Regions from separate parts of the Sus scrofa genome. Here region 2 is linked to region 1. The links are chromatin contacts, called in public HiChIP or PLAC-seq maps. All regions are on one chromosome and are shown on one strand. The core of a region is the stretch at or near the end of the contact, and the rest is flanking DNA. Distances in the headings are between cores, read along the strand shown.

Region 1 (6,080 bases), core at 1,530-4,029:
TAGGTAAAACAATCTCTGATATAAATTGCACCAAAGTTTTCTTAGGTCAGCCTCTCGAGGCAATAGAAATAAAAGCACAAATAAACAAATGGGACATAATCAAACTTAAAAAACTTTTGCACAGCAAAGGAAACCTTAAACAAAATGAAAAGACAATCTAAAGAATGGGAGAAAATATTTGCAAATGATGTGACTGACAAGGGCTTAATTTCCAAAATATACAAACAGTTCATACAACTCAACAACAAAACCCAAACAACCTAATCAAAAGATGAGCTGGGAGTTCCCACTGTGGTGTGACAGCTCAGTTTGCTGTGGAGGTGCAGCTTCAGTCCCTGGCCCATTGCAGTGGGTTAAAGGACCTGGCATTGTCACAGCTGTGGCATAAATCACAGCTGGAATCAGATTAAATCCCTGGCCTGGGAACTTCCATATCCTGTGGGTGTGGCCATAAAAAAATGGACAGAAGACCTAAATAGACATTTCTTCAAATAAGACATATAGACAGCCAACAGGCATATGAAAAATACTCACCAACACTAATAATTAGAGAAAAGCAAATCAAAACTAGCACATCGCACTGGTCAGAATATCCATCATTTTAAAAATCTACAAGTAACAAATGCTGGAGAGGGTGTGGAGAAAAGGAACCTTCCTATACTGCTGGTATAAATGTAAATTGGCATAGCCACTATAGAAAAAAGTATGGAAAAAACTAAAATTAGAGTTACGATATGATCCAGCAATCCTACTCCGAGGTATATATCAGAACAATACTATAATTCAAAAAGATGCATGTTCACAATCTTGTAAATTGAAGTATACTTCAATAAAACTTAAAAAAAATACATGCAGCCCCATGTTCACAGCAGCATTATTTAAAACAGCCAAGGCATAGAAATAACCTAAACGTCTATCAACAGCCGAATGTGGTACAAACATACAATGGAATACTATTCAGCCAAAAAAAGAATAAAATAATGCCATTTGTAGCAACATGGATGGACCTAGACATTATCATATTAAGTGAAGTGAGTCAGAAAGTCAAATACCATATGATATCACTTTCATGTGGAATCTGTATGATATACATGAATCAATCTACAAAACAGAAACAGACTACAGACTCATAGACACAGAGAACAGACTTGTGGTTGGCAAGATTGGGAGGAGGGATGGACTAGGAGTTTGGAATTAGCAGATGCAAAAAAATTATATAGAGAATGGATAAACAACAAGGTCCCACCATATAGCACAGGGAACTATATGATAAACCATAATGGAAAAGAATATGAAAAAATGCATATATGTATTTATGTATAATAATCACTTTGCTGTACAGCAGAAATTAACACAACATTGTAAATCAACTATACGTCAATAATTTTTTTTTTTTTTCTGTCTTTTTGCTATTTCTTGGGCCGCTCCTGTGGCATATGGAGGTTCCCAGGCTAGGGGTCGAATCGGAGCTGCAGCCACTGGCCTACGCCAGAGCCACAGCAATGCGGGATCCGAGCCGCGTCTGCAACCTACACCACAGCTCACGACAACGCCGGATCGTTAACCCACTGAGCAAGGACAGGGATCGAACCCGCAACCTCATGGTTCCTAGTCGGATTCGTTAATCACTGCGTCACGACGGGAACTCCAATAAATTTTTTTAAAAGCTTGAATTTTCCGGGAAACTTCAAAGATGAACATAAAAATACACAACAAAGACAGAATGGTTGAAATACTTCCTGTATCCCTGAGACATCTGTAACAAAAAGTCCTAAAATTTCACCATAAAGAGACACAACATTATCACTCTCAGCAAAGACAATCTACACATAAATTTCTAAAGTATAAGAAGAGCTTTGATCACCTAAGAGGTGGTGTGATTGTGTAAAAAAAGGTATGAGCTTTGTAGTAATTGACCAGGTTTAAATTCTGTTCCCTCACTTAGTAGCTGTATAACTTTAGGCTTTCCATGAAGCCTATCTTATCTATCTGTAATTTGGGTTCCAGACTATCTCATAAATTTATTGTTGATTAACTTGCATAATTAATAAGTGCTTATTATTAGAAACCAGAAACCAGGCTGGGTGCTGGATATTCAATACTACAAAGTTTTCCCTTGAGGATTTCCTTGTCTAGGAGTAGAGATATTTGGATAAATAAAATAATTGCAATACACTGTGATACCTGCCTTAATACCGGTAAGTTCAAGGTAGCATAAAGGAGAACATGATCAGTTCATGTGGGACAATCAAGGAAGGCTTTGAAGAAGAGATAAGGTTTCAGCATCATCTAATGTTTAATAGAAGAGCAGGGGTAGGGAATAGAAAGACACTAAATGCAAACACAGCAGAATGCTCAATGGCATGATGTGAAAAACTTAGAAACTCCAAGAGTTTAGGAAGCATCAAGTGGCTCAGCATGTGATATATTTAAGAATTAAGAGATAACTGGTGACCATGTGGATGAGAAGGCTTAGCAAAGGGAAAGAGGATACCCAGATTTCTGCACTGGGTGGCTCATCTGATCTCACACTGAGGAGGGACATTAAGAAAGAATGATGAAGATAAAGGGGTAACTTTGGGACAAGCTGACTACGAGGATTCTGGAAATGTCTAGAAGAAATATCTTGTAAGCTGTTTCATGTACTTGTCTGGTGCTCAGAAGAGAGAAGTGACCTGGAGATTCAGGTTTGGAACCCAGAGACTCATTTGTAAGATCAGATGAGCACTTTGGAACTCTTCTCCCACACAGACTGGCCACAAGCAAATGAGGAAGTCTTAGTCGTGAGGGTGGGGCCCAAGGGGGATCTGTGCCTCAATTCAGAGTCTTGCGGGGAGGAGTAGTTTGCTTGGGAAGCCCCGTGGTTCATCTTTAGAGCAAAATTGCCATTAAGGAAAATCTGCGAAAACCCCAAAAGTATTGTCAGAATTATTCAGGTTATTTGCTTACATTTCTTTAACATTTTGAATGAACACATAGACCATACTAATATCCCCTAAACCTCACCTCTTTCCCATTTATGTCCTCTCATCACAAACTGCTCCTCCAAGCCTCATACATGTCTTAAAAAGTCCTCCCCCATGCCCCCGCAGGGTCCCACATATCCTGTTCCTATCTCTCTCCCACTTCCTCCTTATTCTACATCAAAAATCCCCAAAGATGAGTCTGGTAAGGCAAGAAGAGGTTTCTTTGGGGGGTGAGGGAGGAGAAGAAATGAAACCTGCAGAGTCAGGATCTTTTAAAGGTCAGAAGGAGAAAGGTTGGAAGGACTCATACATTAATAATTTTGTTTTTGTTACAGTAGACTCAGAAGCCATGCTAATCATCTAAATAAGTCATACATGCAGAGGCTTAGCAGAGAGCAGGGATCCTTTCTAGGGTGTAGGAGGAAACCAGACAAGAGAAGAAGGTTCTAAGTGGTGGATGAAAGATGTTGCCTAGAGAAATTCCCTGGGCTGCAGGAAACTGCTTCAGCAACTTGTATAGGTTCTAGTGAGTTATGGCTCTGGGAGAAAGGAGCCATTAAAGGCCTTGGTAAGCTCTGGACATCACTGGAAGAGGTATAGAGTGAGAAGAAAAGAAGGACAGAAGCTTAGGGAACAGGTCAAAGGAGAAAGTCAATGAAGGATTCAGATGAGAATATGTCAGGACATGGAAAAGAACCAAGAGTGTGTGGTGTCCCGGAAACTAGGAAGTATGTTTTGAGGAGACAGTGTCAAGTGTCCCATAATCATCAAGTGTGATAAGGAATGGAAAGTATCCACTGGATTTGGCAATTGAGAGGTCAGTGGTAATCTTAGCAAAACCATCTTTAGTGAAATGGTGGAGGCAAAAGGCAAATTGCAGTGTGTTCACAGAGAGCGAAAGATGAGAAACTTGAAAAACATGAGGACAACTATCTTGGGAAGTCTGTCTGAGGACAGGAAGGAAGACCACAGCCAGAGGAGTTTTCCCCCCGCCTTCCCCTCTTTCCCACTCCCTCCCTTCTTTCCTGACAGATGAGATTTGAACCTCTTGGGTAGGATTTTATGAAAAAGAATCTAAAAGTCCAGAAAGGAAATGATAGAGGAGGGGTGTATATGGGGAGGAATAGATGGAGGGATTCACCCAGAATAAAAGAAGGAATACCCTTTCTTCTGAGAGTGGAGGAAGGAAGGAGAGTGGCAGATACAGGAAGGTTTAAGTGGGAAAGCAGGTGGTGACTGCCCTGAAGTTGAGGGCATTTCTGTCTGCTAGCCTCAAGTTCTCTGTAAAGGAGTTGGCAAGGTCATCTACTGAGAGTGAGGTAAGGAGGCAGGAGTTGGGTAGAGGGACATAGCAAGGGTTTGGAACAGTGACAGTAGAGAGTGGGAGAGAGGGGACAAGATAAATGGCACAGGGCTCAAGTGCATGGGACCATATGGTGGAGATAGCTAGTGTATTTGAGACTTACAGTATATTTTCCTCCAGCTGCACCTGGATAAGGGGCAGAGATGCTATCGTGAGATGTATTCAGGGAAAGCAGGTTGAGGCAGGTGAGGCATTCAATAAATATCTGCTCCCCCACTAGGAAGCCTAGGTTGGCTAGAAAAACATGCAGCTGTGACCTTCCAATGGGGAAAAATATTTTTATTTGGTAACTTTAATTTCAAGGCCATGAAGGTCTTCTAAAATTGTTGGTTTCAAGTTTGGACAGATAAACTGTAATATCAGGTAGTGCCACCTGGGTATTAGACCTAGGGTTGTGATTGCCCTTATCATGAGAACACAAAAAGGATAATCAATTCCTTTTTTGTCCTACTCAATCACTGGAGACAAAAGAATTCCAACAGACCAAATCCTCTTGCCCTTGCAGAAATGGTCAAATTCTAGGAAGTAGAAGGACAGTGACTTTTCGGGCAAATGCTCACAAAGTATCCACACACAAGACCATTCTTTGAAATTACTGCACAAAGGCAAAAAATACTTCTTTTTCATAAAAGAGATCTGAACTCAGATGAGGAGGGGTAAACATAAAAGAGCAAGAGCCAGACTCAACAAATTTGCCCTCTTTTACCTGGCAAAGAAAGGGGATGAAACTTCTAGTAGATAGAAGTCAAAGCAGGAGCAGGACATGGGGATGAATCAGATACACTGAGAAGGTGTTGAAAGGATTTAAAAGTAAGGCTGAGGCTTCCTAGAAGAAGAGGAAGAAGAAGAAATTCTACTTGCAGAGAGCAGCTTCACTCTATGCCTCAAGCCCGTCCCTATGGCTTTCCAACTTTCTTAGCTTCTGAAATCAGGTAAACCAGTTGCAACAAATCTCTCTTTTTAATTGTAGTATAGTTAATTTATAATATTATATTAAACCCACCGCCTAAATGAATTAGAAAAAGAAGAACAAACAAAACCTAAGGTCAGCAGAAGGAAGGGAATCATAAAGATCAGAGAGGAAATCAATAAAATAGAGATTCAAAAAACAATAGAAAAAAAATCAATAAAACCCAAGAGCTGGTTCTTTGAAAAGGTAAACAAAATTGACAAACCTCTGGCCTGACTCACCAAGAAGAGGAGAGAAAAAACCCAAATCAACAAAATAAGAAATGAAAAAGGAGAAATCACAATGGATACTGCAGAAATACAAAAATCCATAAGAGAATACTATGAACAATTGTATGCCAACACATTTGACAACCTAGAAGAAATGAACGACTTTCTAAAGATTTACAGCCTGCCAAAACTGAATAAGAAGAAATATATCAACTGAACAGACTGATCACTAGAAATGAAATTGAATATGTCACAAAAACATTCCCTACAAATAAAAGTCCAGGACCAGATGGCTTCACAGGAGAATTCTACCAAACATACAAAAAGGAACTTATACCCATCCTCGTTAAACTTTTCCAAAAGGCTGAAGAAGGAACACTCCCAAAGACATTCTATGATGCCACCATCACCCTAATTCCAAAACCAGACAAAGATTCCACAAAAAAAGAAAACTACACCCAATATCTTTGATGAATACAGATGCAAAAATTCTCAGCAAAATTTTAGCCAACCAAATCCAACAACATATAAAAAAGATCATATACCACGACCAAGTGGGATTCATCTCAGGT
Region 2 (6,080 bases), core at 2,126-4,625, 210 kb before region 1:
TTCAAAAACCAACCCCTCCATTTCTGAGTCATCAGCTACATATACCAATGCCCCTCCCCGTACCACGGAACCAAAATAGCTGTCCCTCCCTCCTTCCCTGTGTGGTCTCAATAAGCACCTGCCTCGGGCCATGCTGCAGATTCTCTCATCCTTGAAACAATGAGTCTCTGACTCTCTTGGTCCCTTCATCCCCCTCCACAGCTACGTTTCTGAAAGAGCTACTACATGCAAGGGGATTTCCTTCAACTACAACCCCACTGCTTTGCAACCAGAGTCACACCAAGTATAGAAACGAAGTCTGGAAAAACCACCATTTTTATAATGTTTAGTTTTCCCTTCCAAGGTACAAATCTCCATTTTAAAAATATCGTCTATTATGTTTCACAAAGTTTTCTAGATTCTGTATAGCACACATATGCTGTACTATTTTTTTTTGTGTGTGTGTGTGTCTTTTTTGTCTTTTTAGGGCCTCACCCCATGGCATATAGAGGTTCCCAGGCTAGGGGTCAAATCGGAGCTGTAGCTGCTGGCCTACACCACAGCAACACAGAATCTGAGCTGAGTCTGCAACCTACATCACAGCTTATGGTAACCAGGGATCCTTAACCCACCGAGCAGGGCCAGGGATCGAACCTACATCCTCATGGATGCTAGTCAGATTCATTTCCGATGAACCACGACAGGAACTCCTGCTATACCATTCTAACAATTAAACACACTCTGTGTTAAAGGTGTGTGAGCTCACACATTACTTCCAGTGTTCAGACAATAACAACAGCATAAGCATGATTACAGTATTCTTAAAAGAAATCTATGATTCTTACCAACATGTAGAGAAGACCTAATGAGGTCCACGATGAAAACTTACAGTAATCACATTTATGAAGAATTATAAAGGACAAAGGGGCTAATAACCATTATCCAAAACTGCCTGAAGGAACTGTCAACAGAAACCCATGGCTGAGTAAATTAACTGGAATAATATCTGCATGAGCAATACTGGAAAGGATGTGGCGGCCAAGAGACTTCCTAAAAACCACCTGACACAGCACCTTCAAACAAAGGAAAAGCCATTTCAAATCTTTTCCTTTAAGAAATTAAATGCTAAAATACATTCAAATTCTGATAACACTCTACCAGTACACACACGAGCCCACGTGGTCTGGAACCAACTGTGATATAAAGAGAGTTGTTTCTACTGCTGTAACAACTTTTCTTGGGGGTATATACAGACTCTTCAGAGTACGTATTCAAAAAATAATCTGGTTCTTAAAAAATGGGCAGAGGATCTGAACAGACATTTTTCCAAAGAAGATATACAGATGGCCAAGAGGTACAAGAAAAGCTGCTCAGTATCAGTAATCACCAGATAAATGCAAATTAAAACCACAAGATAATCACCTCACACCTGTCAGAATGGCTGCTGCAGACAAGGATGTGAAGAAAACTGAAGCCGCTATGGAAAACAATGGAGGTTCCTCAAAAAATTTAAAGTAGAACTACCATATGATCCAGCAATCCCACTTTTGGATATTATCTGAGGGAAATGGAATCATATCTCAAAGAGATACCTGCACCCTCATGTTCACTGAAGCATTATTTACAATAGTCAAGACATGGAATCAACCTAAGGGCACATTGATAGATGAATGGATAAAGAAAACTTGGTATATAGACAAAGGAATACTACTTAGCCATAAATAGGAAAGAAATCTTGCCATATGCAACAACACAGATGGAGTTTGAGGTAACTGAAAGACAAATGCTGTATGATTTCACTTATGTGGAATCTAAAATGACGACAGCAAAATCTCAAGCTCACTGAGAACGGACTGGTGGTTGCCATTGGTGGGGATTGTGGGAGTGGACAAAATAGGGGAAGCTGATCAAAAGGCACAAACTTGCAGTTGTAAATAATTAGGTCCTAGGGATATGATTTACAGCATGGTGACTATGGCTAATAATACAGATATTTCAGAATATATATTCAAGAAACCATCTGGTTTTCAAAAAATGGGCAAATGATCTGAATAAACACTTTTCCATACTGCACATCTGAATGTTGCTAAGAGAGTAAGTCTTGAAAATTCTCATCACAGTAAAAAAAAATTTGTAACTACATATGGTGACAGATGTTAAGTAGACTCACTGTGGTGATTATTTTTGTGGTATATACAAATAGCAAATCATAGTAACATTGTATACCAGAAGCTAATACAATGTTCTAAGTCAACTGTACCTCAATTAAAAAGAAAAGAATATTCATTCTATTTAGGTAACACAGGGCTCTCCCCCCATTTTTTCCCAAGCCTAATGAAATAAATTATCAAAGAAATGTTAATGTCTTCCACCAAGGACCTTAAAGGAATCTGACAGAACCAATCCATCAAGTGTACCACCCACAGCAAAATCAAAGTCTGCATATGCAACATTTTTTCTCATTTTCAGTTCCTAAGATACCAACTGGCTTAATACCAGTGAATAAGAACACAAGTCAACAGAACATTTCAAAGCAAGGGATGCTCAGTTGGTTCACTAAACAAGAAATGGGCACAGAATAACTTATTTTACATGAAAATGGAAACAAATACCTTCTTGGAAAAGAAAACTGTACTTCTAGAAAAGCGATCCTATGTAGAGGTATGTCAAAGGACAGAGCTGTCCAAGGTGTTATGGCCCTTGACAGTTTTTAGGATGTGATTCTAGATGGGAGCTGGCAGGATTAGGCTATGGCCATAACACCTGCCTGGCAACGAGGGTCCTCACAGCCAGGGAGCTCTCAGTGGGGACGAGCTATATCTTGCTATCTCATGTAACAACTCATTCCTGCAAAAGGAAGATCAAATGTGTCTGGCCAGAGAGAAGTCCTTGCAGGGGGCCAGCTGGGAGCCATTGTCTTGGTGGGAATCATCGAACTTTGCTTCTTCCCTGTCCTCTCCACAATGGCATTTGGGAAAATCACCAGAATAAAACATAAAGAACACATGGGATCAACAAGCAAGAAGGGAAAATTACAAACTTGGATACTATGTACAGATATCATCCAGAATTCATTTCAGGCTAAGCAGCTTTGAATAAAAGCAATTCAAATTCAATAATGAAAATTTAAGGAATTTTCTTCTGCCCATTTGTTTCTCAAAGTGAGTCAAGGAAAGAAAAGAGCTAAATTAACGCAGACCATTGCTATGACTCCTGCCCATCCTACACTGTCACCCTTGCTCCACTTTCATTGCCACACCCCCAACTAGCAGGATACATTCTTTTTAAAAATAAAATCTAGAGAAGAACAATCAACTATTTCAGTGAGTGACAAGTGTCCCAAGCAACTAAGAATAGGCCATGAGCTGTTGGTGTTTACATGAGGCTAACTAGACCTTGAAGGTGTTAAGGGCGGCACTCTTATCTATATTTATCTTGAGATAATGACTAAAGCAATATTTGTATTGCATTAGGAAAAGGGAGTTTCCCAGATCTAAAAAGAAGCTGAGGCACCTATATTTTCAAAAGGGGGAGGCTGTAGGACAGGACAGCTGTGTAAATGATACCAGAGCCCTTTCTGTGGGGACAGGCCAGAGTGGAAGCGGGGGCAGACAGAGTCACCAGAGGCCAAAGGAGAGTGGGGGGTGGTGGTAAGGAAGAGAAAAGAGGAAACACGAAAAGGCAGGGCAGCAGGAGGGAGGGAGGCCCTGCTGAGGAGGTGGACTTCACTGTCTTTCCACCTGTGCCCGAGTCAGTCCAGTTTGTTATCGGTCAGCAGCACACAGGCAAAGAGGTGATCAGAAAGGTGTTCTCACTAGGCCTGGCCACACAGCTCAAAGGGAATAAGGCAGTGAGGCTAAAAAGCTAGACCCACACTGATCCCCAAGATGAAAAATGTTGAGGAGTTCCCGTCGTGGCACAGTGGTTAACGAACCCAACCAGGAACCATGAAGTTGCAGGTTCAATCCCTGGCCTCGCTCAGTGGGTTAAGGATCCGGCATTGCAGTGAGCTATGGTGTAGGTCACAGATGCGGCTCAGATCCCATGTTGCTGTGGCTGTGGTGTAGGCCGGTGGCGACAGCTCCAATTCGACCCCTAGCCTGGGAACCTCCATATGCCGCTGGTGGTGTGGCCCTAGAAAAGACAAAAAAAAAAAAAAAAAAAGAAAAATGAAAAATGTTGAATTTGCTTGTCCATTTCCCCTACCTGGCTTCCTTATAAAGGGAGCTTTATTTCAAAGTAAAATAAGAAAAAACAGGTGATTTCAAAGTAGAACAGTGAATCACACATATATTTCATTCTCAGCAATCAGAACTGACTTCCTCTCAGTGAACTTCCACTCTGCTTTCTTTATTTAAAAGGTATCAAGGCAAAAGGGGCAACATCTAGTTGGACTAAAGTATCACCAACATTTTACGCCTAAAACTTTACCCTAAATAAAAAATAATTCCCAAAGGGAAATCCATTCCTGTTCCCAGAGAGAAAAATACTTCCTGAAAAGCAAAACAAAACTCAGAGAGGGAAACAGTTCAGAGTCACCTGTTTTCAAACTGCTCACACTTTGTATAGAGTCTGATCCACCCCCTAAAGAAGCCACAAGCTCTTGCCCACACCACCATGGAGAAGCAGAGCCAGAAGTAACCACTGTTGCTGATTATAACGCACCATCTCTCTCTCTTGAGTGTGCAGAGAAAGAAAAGCCTGGGAACCACAGAGCTAGAAGAAAGACCATCTCGCAAAACTTCATTCCTCCACAACGTATCTGGGCTATCCAAACTGGAATACATGATCAGAGGATGCCACTCTAAGTGGCTACAGTCCAAAAGAAACCAAAAAAGGAAAAATCAGGAACAATGCGATCGTAATGTTCACTTTGGGTTTATTAATAACAGGAGCACTAATTAGGAACAGCCAAGGGATGGTGATAGTAAGTTTGATTACTGCTGAGACTAATAATCAAAAAATGCAGTTAACAAAATGATGCTCCCTCTGCCAGCAGAGGGCTCCTAACCTAAGTAACGGAAAGCAGCAACCTAGGAGCAGCTGTACCATCAAGGCAGCAATTGAGGGAATGCATGAGAGGAAGTCAAATTCTTCACTTACCATTTGTTAGTCTATCAAATAGAAAGATATCAAAATTCCAATTTCCAACTTTTTCCAGCATACACTGAAATGAAAACCAAACATTCCTCCTGTAATTTAATTTTAGTAACATTCTCTTGTCTTTTCTAGACAGTCCAAGGGAAGTTAATGAAAATGGAAAGCGGTTGATTTACTTCAAGAAATGCAAATTATCACCCTTTTAATCATGATCTTTCCAAATGGCTCCAAAATATGTCTAAACGGATAAACTGCTTCTGAAAAGCCAATGATTATTTTGTTTTTCAATTAATACATGTATAGGTAAAGTGAGCTAAGCGTTTCTTTCAACTTATTCCTATACTCTCATGAACTGTCATGAGCTCTAACTTAACATCACAGAAGTGTGGTTCATACACTGCATGGTCGAGACTTTGAAAATCGAAAGTTACAGCAGCTGAAGACTTACGATGTTCTGGGTACTGCTCAAAGCGCTTTTTACTCTCTCTTACTACTGATACCCTCCCTATCACGTAAGCATTGTTTTCAGTCCTCATTCATAGATGGGGAAAGAGGCAAAAAGCAACTCACTTGCTCAGCGAGAAAGTAGCAGAGCTGGGATCTTAAGTCAGGTCTGATTCTGGAACCTGGACATCGACATCTATACTATACCATGCTTACATTATTTGTGATTCGTTTTCTTAAAACACATTCCCAATTTATGGGTATTTATTTATACTCTTTAAATATCCTTATAAAATGGTTAATTGCATTTGTGACATTAATTTTTAGGTGGATGTGTATTTCAGCCAAGCAAGTAAATCTCACAATGACCTTAAGACTCAAATGGCTATTTTTATATCATATATTTGTAACCTGAAATTTTTGTGGGCTTTATTTTCAAGAAAAAAAATTATTTTATATTTAAAAGTTCACAGTTGTATACATTTATGACTAAACAATACTAAGATCTTACTAGTACAGATTATGATGACACTAATAACCAATCATACACAGGACAA

Evidence for each region. HiChIP or PLAC-seq counts read pairs in DNA pulled down with a chosen protein or histone mark.
Region 2: an H3K27ac HiChIP or PLAC-seq map of alveolar macrophages shows a contact between it and region 1. The contact joins two enhancer-like sites. A contact is called at or near these places in 2 of 47 Hi-C or Micro-C datasets (alveolar macrophages and embryonic fibroblasts) and 1 of 2 datasets of contacts at active chromatin or transcription factors (alveolar macrophages).

The regions. Positions count from the first base shown.
Region 1 is chr4:68,664,765-68,670,844 of Sscrofa11.1, reverse strand. No RefSeq gene overlaps it. Among named protein-coding and RNA genes, the nearest start is that of DNAJC5B, 27 kb to the right of the region's middle. Within about 2 kb of position 2,779, at least 2 of the 83 cell types and tissues checked have an H3K27ac peak or open chromatin away from gene starts, as enhancers often do. A contact at or near this core is called in alveolar macrophages, where this site is marked.
Region 2 is chr4:68,872,971-68,879,050 of Sscrofa11.1, reverse strand. PDE7A (high affinity cAMP-specific 3',5'-cyclic phosphodiesterase 7A) reads right to left here. Exons shown (of 13, transcript XM_021089289.1): 5 at 5,083-5,146. Among named protein-coding and RNA genes, the nearest start is that of MTFR1, 94 kb to the left of the region's middle. Within about 2 kb of position 3,375, at least 8 of the 83 cell types and tissues checked have an H3K27ac peak or open chromatin away from gene starts, as enhancers often do. A contact at or near this core is called in alveolar macrophages, where this site is marked.